Regions from separate parts of the Rattus norvegicus genome. Here region 2 is linked to region 1. Evidence: chromatin contacts called from public Hi-C data. All regions are on one chromosome and are shown on one strand. Each heading gives the region's core, a stretch centred on a gene start, on an enhancer-like site or on the middle of the called end of the contact. The rest is flanking DNA. Distances are from core to core; before and after follow the strand shown.

Region 1 (4,341 bases), core at 1,035-3,534:
GATTTAGCCTTGTTTTTTAATCAAGGAAACTGAGGCTCAAAGAAAATATGATAGCTACTTAGAATCATGCAGCTAATCAATAGGGAAGTTGTTTTGTTGTTTTTTGGGGGGGGGTTGTTTGTTTTGTTTTGTTTTTGAGCTGTGACTTCTCTTAAGCTCTGTAGACCAGGCTGGCCCCAAACTCAGAGATCCACCTGCCTCTGCCTCCAAGTGCTGGGATTAAAGGCATGCGCCACCACTGCCTGGTTGGAAAGTTGTCTTTTTGTTTGGTGCAAGTCATGGAACCCAGGATTTCACACATGCTAAGGAGGCAAGTCGATCTCCACTGAGCTGTATCTCCAGCCTAGATCCATCTGAAAATTTAAACAGGGGTCTCTTTGCTCTAAAGCCTGTATCTCTTCCCGTGTTTTTTTAAAAGTGAAGTGTAGCCGCCTGGACCACCTGGGAAACTCATAGCCTGAAAGGGAACTAATGTCTTTTCTCACTTCCTCAGGCTTACCTGCGAGCCATCGATGTGAAGATTCTGCAGCAGCTGGTGACCTTGAATGAGGGAATTGAGGCAGTGCGCTGGCTGCTGGAGGAGCGGGGGACACTGACCAGCCATTGCAGCAGTCTCACCAGCAGTCAGTATAGTCTGACAGGGGGAAGCCCAGAACGCTCAAGGCGGGGCAGTTGGGACAGCCTGCCAGATACCAGTTCAACTGACCGGCTGGACAGTGTCTCTATTGGCAGCTTCTTGGACACGGTGGCCCCCAGAGAGCTGGATGAACAAGGACACCCTGGGCCTTCCTGTCCTGAGATTGACTGGGCAAAGGTTATACCCAGTGAGGACAGGGCCAGGACTGAGGTGGACATGACATCCACCAAGCTAGGGAGCCTAACAGCTACATGGAAACTTCCAGGGGACGGGCTCCAATGTGGACCACCTGAGCCATCAGAAGATGACAGTGCTAAGCAGGGCTTTGAGGCTCATTGGTACTGGGGACAGTGCCAGGATGATGTGACCTTCTTGTAAAAACTTTCCTACCCATTTGCACTTTGTGGCTCTTTCAAATTTTGGCCCAAGTCTCCCTCAATTTTCTCTCCACCTCCAACTAGACGGGGGCTGGAGGCTGTACTACAATCAGTTACCATGGAAGCCTGGCTTATCTCTCTGGTTCCTGGGGAGCCTCTGCATTTATCCCTCAATTATTAGGTCCCTAAGGCTATCTCCATAGAGATATTGACTCTAGAGGCCTAGCCTGTGGCTCCTGATGTAAGGCTATCTCCATTCCCCTCCCCAGTGAGGTGAGTTTTATGGAATGTAGGGCCTCTAGGAGATCACTGAGGAAGAGATCTCATCAAAGCTTAGGAGCCAGGAATGCCTCTTACCAAAAAAATGGAGAATTGACCCTGTTTCAAAATGCTCAAACCCCCAAGGATTGGTCCGCCTAGATACCTTTGGAGTTGGGAGACCAACCCTTTCATGCCTGCTGGGTGATGTCGTTTCTTGTCATGATACATGAAGAGTGCTTCCTCTATACCAGTCCTGGTGGGTTTGGCATTTAAAGTCCCTGCCACTGCCTCTTGTGAGAAGGAACATGTCGTTCTTCCTGGCAAATGTGTGTGCTGCTTTTCTCAAGTTCTTACTTTTCAAACATGGTGTTTTCATGTTGTTCTCAAGGCTTCCACTTACAGCCCAGGGCTGTAAGGATACTCTTGTCGAGTAAGAAACTCAGAGGCCTCCACCCTAGGCTCCCAAATCTCTTGGCTCACTTTACTGCAGACTTTTGTCTGGCTCTGGGCTGCCCCATCACTGATTCTTGCCTCCAGATCTGTCTGCCAGAGTTCAGCCGGAGTACCCTCACAGCGTCTCAGTTTCCTTTTTAGGTCTCTGTGGGGTTTTTTGTTTTGTTTTTTCGGTTTGTTGTTGTTGTTTTTTTGTTTTGTTTTGTTTTTGGAGACAGGGTTTTTCTGTGTATCCTTGGCTGTTCCGGAACTCAGTCTATAGATCAGGCTAGCCTTGACCTCAGATATCTGGCTACCTCAGCTTCCTGAGTGCTGGGGTTAAGTGTGTGCCACTGCTACCCAGCTGGCCCTCTTCATTTCTATGTGTGTCTTACCCCACTGTTGCTTGAATAGGAGAGTGAAGGTCTCAGGATTCTGGAGACACTCTTGGGTAGTGGGACAATCTTGTCATCTCTGGCTCTGTGATTACTTACCCTTCCCTCATTCTGGCCAGCCTTCCACAGTTTGGTCACAAGGATGCTTGCCTGAAGTTGAGACACAAGGAATCCCTTTGTCTGAACTACAATGTGGGAGTGTAGCAGGAAAACACAGAGGCCCTTTGGTCCCTGGGCCTCATCAAGAAGAGACTATGCAAAGCCCTTTTTTAGGGCAAGCCCCTGACTCCTAGACTTGATGGGTAATCAGGACCGGCTCTAGGGTTGGCTCCCAAGGCCCTAGCTAATTATACTAGAGAAGAAATCCAGGGAAATTGCTATTCTGGGGTTCAGGCCCAGAGAAAGGGGATGGGGCATGGGCAGGGTTGAGGACAAAGGATGTGGTTAAACTGGGACAAATAAGCAAGGTGTGTTAGAGCACGCATTGGATCCCAGCACTCAGGAGGCAGAGGTGGGTGGGTCTCCCTGAGGTCCAGGCTAGCCAAGGCTATACCACATAGTGAGACCCCGTCTCAAACAAAACAAAACAACAACAACAACAACAATCAAACCAGAATGACTTCTTGGCAATTAATGTTTTGAGTCCCAGGCAACTGCCCTGTCTTTCTAGGGCCCTGAATTTGGATTCCTGCAGGGGGAAAGGATGATCTTTGTTCAGTGGACCCTCCTGAGTTGAAGGAGTCTTCGTCAAATCCCAGAATAACAGCCATTTTCTGCTTTTCAGAAATCCCATGTTGGGGAAAGGGAGGTAGCCAAGTTGACTGTGTCTATTCTCCTGTCTCCAAGCTCCAATACCTCGATAGTCGTTTCACTTTTTTTTTTAAGATTTATTTATCTTATTAATAGATGGCTGTGAGCCACCATGTGGTTGCTGGGATTTGAACTCAGGACCTTTGGAAGAGCAGTCAGTGCTCTTAACCACTGAGCCATCTCTTCAGCCCTCGATAGTTGTTTCAAATCCTACAGCAGTACACCTCTGGCTCCTCTCCTCCCCTGCCTCAACGTGATCACATTTCTAAAGTGACTTCTGCTCTTCTCTGTTGTTGCCAGATCTCCTTCTTGTGCCTATAGCTCATACCTCTCCTTACCATGGCCATAGCTCTGGGGTTCAGACTCCACCTTCCTATGCCCATCCATAGCTGTGGGGTTTAACTTCTCCTTACTGCGCCCATAGCTCTGGGACTCCTGCTTTCTTGCCCTTAGACTGGAATTTTTATGTCTACAGCTCTCCCTTTCCTCTTGGAAGCACTCTATTGTATTCCTTTTTTTTTTTTTTTTTTGAGGCTTTAAACTGAGCTGAAGAGATTGCCTGCCTCCTGGTGGCCACTATGCAACATTGCTTGAGTTGCTGGGTGAAATCCCCAAGTTTAAATGTAATTCGGTCTAGCCTTTAAGTACAGAGAGGATTAGGCCTAGAGATGGCATAGATTTGCCCAGTTCTACCTGTTGTGAAGCTGTAGCAATAGCAATGTTACAGACCTTACTGTCTGCCCGCAAACCCACAGCTCCTTCCTGAGGCCCACTACCCAGTCAACACCCCAAAGCCCAAAGGATTTGAAAATTACAATCCTCATTGTAGGATTTGAGACCTATCTGGGTAATCCCAGGCACTTGACAGGACAGATCAGGAGTTCAAAGTCATCTTCAGCTACATAGCAGGTTAGTTCAAGGCCTATATGACTATATGAGACTCTCTCTGTCTCTCCCTCTGTCTGTCTCTGTCTCTCCCTCTGTCTGTCTCTGTCTTTCCCTCTGTCTGTCTCTGTCTCTCCCTCTGTCTCTCCCTATCTCTCTGTCTCTCTGTCTGTCTCTCTCTCTGTTTGTCTCTCTCTGTCTCTCTCTCTTTCTCTCTCTCTCTCTCTCTCTCTCTCACACACACACACACACACAAACACACACACACACACACACACACACACACACACACACACACACACACACACACCCTACCCCTAAAGAGTCAATTGAGTCTTTAGAGGACAGGGATTCCAACCTGACTAGGTAAAGGTCATGCTGATCTGGACATCAGATAGGAAAATCCATATCAGTATTTTTTTCTGAGAAAGAAAGGTGACATGGTTCATGGGGAGGAGTTGGAACTTAGAAGCTGAATTGGGTGAAATTAGGAAAACCGAGTTGATCTCACGTAGGGAAGGTGCTCCACAGTTCAGAAAAGATT
Region 2 (4,261 bases), core at 210-2,709, 34 kb before region 1:
ACATACATCACACAAAACATTCATACATATTAGATAGAATTTCAATTTAAAAATAAATAAAATAGTCAGACACAGTGACATATGACTTTATTCCCAGCATTTGGGAGTCAGAGGCAGGCAGATCTCTATAGGTTTGAGCTGGCCTGGTGTACATAGTTCCAGGACAGATGGCCAGAGGTAGCTAGTGAGACCCTGTCTTGGAAAACAAACAAACAAACAAACAAAACAACAAAATCCAAATAAATAAACAAATAAAAATTCCCAGGGCCCATACAATTAAGAAATTACAGAACCAGAATTTGAGCCTCTGGTCTGAATGGGTGGGGAACAAGGATTGTGAAGAACCTTTCAGCCAGGAGGAGTGGAGTGAGAAAACAAAGGGGGAGCCCCAGAAAGGACGGGTTGGAACCGTGGGACCAGTGTCTCCTTTGTAGGCCCACAGTGCCACCTGCTGGTAGAAGGACCAGGGCCATACACTGGATTCCAGAACACGGAGATGGGGAAAAAAGAAGAAAAGGGGCATGGCAAAGGATGAAGTGAGGGGGCTGGAGAGATGGCTTAGTGGTTGAGGTTGCAAAGGACCCTGGTTTGATTTCCAGCACCAACATGGTGGCTCACAACTTCTTATAATTTCAGTTCCAGGGCTCCAGGGGATCTGATGTCCTGTCCTGAACTCCATAAGAACCAGGCTCACACATCAGAGCTATGCAGGTAAAAGAATATAAAAAAAGGAGGAGGAGGAGGAAGAGGAAGAGGAGGAGGACCTCAAGGTCTTGTAGGTTTTGTGAAGGAAAGAGAAAAATAACCATTTCCTGTTCTGAGGTGAGAACAGAGGACCATGATCATTTCCTTGAATGTGTGTGTGTGTGTGTGTGTGTGTGTGTGTGTGTGTGTGTGTTCATGTGTATGAGCATGTGTGTTCTCATAAGTGTGCACATGAGTGTGCATTTGTCTGCATGTGCATATGTGTGTGTGCATGAGGGTATGTGCTCAAAAGTGTGTGCATACACTGATGTGTGTGTGCACACGCAGATGAGTGTGAGACGTGTCCATGCACATTCAGGAGTACCACTCTATGTTATATATGTGACTGTGAGTTTTGTGTGTAAACATATGGATGGATGGCAGCTTGAGCAGATGTGAACACACGGATTCGAGGTAAGAATCATATCACACATGCTATTGTGAGCAGGGCACCCCGAAGTTCTGGGAAGCTACTTGTCCGACTCCTGACACTGCTGCCCCGCATATCCCTTTCTAGTAGAGGCAGAGCCTATGGTGACCTTTCCAGGGGGAGATTTGCTTATTGGTTTTAGTGTTGGGAACTTATCTCCAGGCAGTAGGGGGCAGCAGGGGCAAAGAAGGTTAATCAGCCTTGGGTGGGGCCAGAGGGCGGGCGAGCGGGCAGGAGGCTTTTTAAAGCACCTGCCCCACCTGTAGGCGAGCAGTGTTGTGTGAGGACTTGCGGTTCCTTCAGCATTCTGCCCGCGCACTGAGTGGCTGTTTCCTGGAGCTACTGTGTTCCTTCGGGAGTGCAGCAGATCCCGTTCAGAACCTATTACCAAGAGCCCCGAGCAGGTGATGGCACAGGCCAGGGATTAACCTATGAAGAGATACCAGTCTGGAAACAGGTTTGGGGTGCTAGAAAAAGCCATCGGGTGGGTACTGAAGAATCTGAGATTGGTTTAGAAAGAGGACTAGGAAAGACAGGTGTCCGGAAAGGGCGTTGAGTGGTCTGCAGTGTGGGATCAGGCTTGTAATATCTGGGTAGGGATCTGGAGATAGTAAGATCTGAGAACTAGTATAGGTGGGCATATGTGTCAGCATAAAAACTGGAAAAAGTTCTGAGATATTAAGAGTTAAGATGCGGGGTTGGGGATTTAGCTCAGTGGTAGAGCGCTTGCTAGGCCCTGGGTTCGGTCCCCAGCTCCAAAAAAAAAGAAAAAAGAAAAAAAAAAAAAGAGTTAAGATGCAAGGGAAATTTGGTGAGAAACAACAGGATGTTGGACTCTGGTAGGCCAGAGTCCAGAAGCAAAGCCAGCCTAGGGCAAGTGGGAGGTAAGGCCCTAATTTGTTCATGTCCGTTTCCCAGGACCCACCATGCAGTGCTTCAAATTCATTAAGGTCATGATGATCCTCTTCAATCTACTCATCTTTGTAAGTATGGAGGTTGTGGGTTTCTTACAAAAGCAAGTCACAGTCTGAACAGAACGCAGGCTGGAGAATGGGGAACTATGTACCCAGACTCTGCTCTGTAAATTTTCCTATTCGAGAAGGAAGCAGAGGGTCTTTCCCAATGCTGACTCCTGATCCCACTAGCTACCTGGCTGCGGCACAGAAGTTTGGGTGAAGATGGGGGAGGTTAGTGGTAGAGAAGCTTAAGTTTCTCACCTCCCTTCCAGGAAGGATCATTCTGGGGCAGGGTAGGCTAGCAGGAATGACCCTCCCCCTTTTAAAATAGGCATTTTCAGAGAGGAAAGGGGATCTGCTTAAGTTTATAGTGTAAAAGGTAATTCAATGACCCCTGTACATTGAAAAGTTGAGAGTCCATGCCTCTTAGGGTTGACTCTAAGTACGCATTGACTGGGCTGGCACTTAAGGGACTGGAATTGTTATTCAGTGGTAGAGCATTTGTTTAGCATGCGTAAGTCCAGAAACAAAAAGGAAAACATATTCATTGACTAAGACTCAATGCTATGTGCTAGGGTAGAGCCAGGCCATTCGCTGCCCTTGAGAATCTCAGGTCCAGTAAATGAGATAGGCTGCTAATTGTCAAATAGGCTGGTAATTGCTATAGACACTGATAATTGCAAAGTGGTACTTTTATTTAGACTTACCATCCAGGCTAAGGGAGGCCCTGGAGGGGTTTGGATCCAGTCTAGTAGGAAAGTGCTTCCTGGAGGAAGTAGTTGGAGTTGGACATTTGCTTTGGGTGGGGGAGCCGTAAAGTGCGTAGGAAGGCCCAAAGGTAATGAAATTTGATATTGTTTAGAAAACCAGGAACAGATTATATAGGGCTTGTTTGAGAAGCTGAGCCATGAGGCCCAAACCCTGGAGATAGTGACAGAGATAAGGAGCAATGGACACAGTAAACAAAGGTGGCAGAGGAGTGGTAAGACAAAGACGTGTTAGAAAGGGTTTGAGCAATGTAGGGGGAAAGAAGAGGTCATCCGACACACTCACGTGTACCCAATGGAGGGGCATGGATATATGAAAGTCTTGTGCCTGTGAGCAGCCAATGAAGTCATCGGGGTGGGGGTGGGACTCTGGCAACAGTAAGGGAAAGTCTGCCTTTCATCCTTCGTGTAGCCCTGTGTGGTCTCAAAGTCAGTTCTTGGAAACTGGTAGTTTTAGAGATGAACTGAAAAATAGCCACCATGAAGGGGGTGAGGGACAGTAGGAAGGGAGGGAGGAAAAGAAGGGGTGTCTGAAAACAGTGGTCAGGGGCCGATGTCACTGGAGAATAATGAGTGGGAGGGGAGAGAATAGAGACATGACGTGTGTGCCAGTTTAGAGAAACTGGACAAAATGGTAGGTAGTCTCTTTGACTCCAATGTGGTCTGTACCTTGGGCTTCCCTTGGCTGCCAAGAACTAGGTTTCATTCAGATAACTGAAGGAAACGCTAGGGTTTCAGTAATTGGGAAAGCCAGGGCTCTGGTCTGATAGGGTTAATGGCAAATCCAGTTTGGTTTCTGTTGCCTAGGCCTTGCCAGACCGGGCAGAACAAAGTAGGAAAGGCAGGCTCCTTGAAATTTGACCCTGGAGGCTAGCAGCCCAGCTCTTTTGTCATTAAGCAAACATCCTGGGGTATAGCCACAATATATATCTTTTTATGCCCATGCCAGACTGGTCTCTTTAGCTTAGTGGGAGCTGGGCACAAGTTGGTGTCAGGCTGATTCATCCCCCAAAGACCTCAGCTCAGCAAAGGTTTGCTAGGAGCTGTGGTACCAGAACCTCCATCAGAACCCCCCTCAGAGCTTCCAGATCACCTCTGAAACCTTAGGTTGAGCCCATGTCTTGAAGAGAAGCTGTAGTTGTGTTCTACCTGTTTCTCCATGTCAGGCAGTGGTCTGGGTGAAAGGAGACTGACAGCTGATTCCACCCTGAAGGGGGATCGAATAGGGCCTCTGGGTGAATGAACCTCTCAAGCTCAGCCCTGTTTCAAGGTTGCAAGCAGGTGTAAGCCTCACCCTGCTGTTGCTATAGTGACTACTGAGCCTGCTCAACACTACCACTGACTGCTTCCATGTTCAGGACAGT

The links. Hi-C and Micro-C count contacts between places; a contact is called where the count stands out from the background.
Region 2: a contact with region 1 is called in a Hi-C map of Schwann cells, with 5 times the contacts expected there. The contact joins the promoter of Tspan1 here to the enhancer-like site in region 1. A contact is called at or near these places in 6 of 12 Hi-C or Micro-C datasets (the A7r5 cell line, the Rat2 cell line, Schwann cells and 3 more).

The regions. Positions count from the first base shown.
Region 1 is chr5:134,852,899-134,857,239 of GRCr8, reverse strand. It overlaps Lurap1 (leucine rich adaptor protein 1), which reads left to right. Exons shown (of 2, transcript NM_001109263.1): 2 at 494-1,597. The coding sequence ends at 1,015. Among named protein-coding and RNA genes, the nearest start is that of Lurap1, 10 kb to the left of the region's middle. Within about 2 kb of position 2,284, at least 37 of the 93 cell types and tissues checked have an H3K27ac peak or open chromatin away from gene starts, as enhancers often do. A contact at or near this core is called in Schwann cells, where this site is marked.
Region 2 is chr5:134,885,928-134,890,188 of GRCr8, reverse strand. It overlaps Tspan1 (tetraspanin 1), which reads left to right and starts at 1,459. Exons shown (of 8, transcript NM_001004236.1): 1 at 1,459-1,578; 2 at 2,093-2,157. The coding sequence starts at 2,101.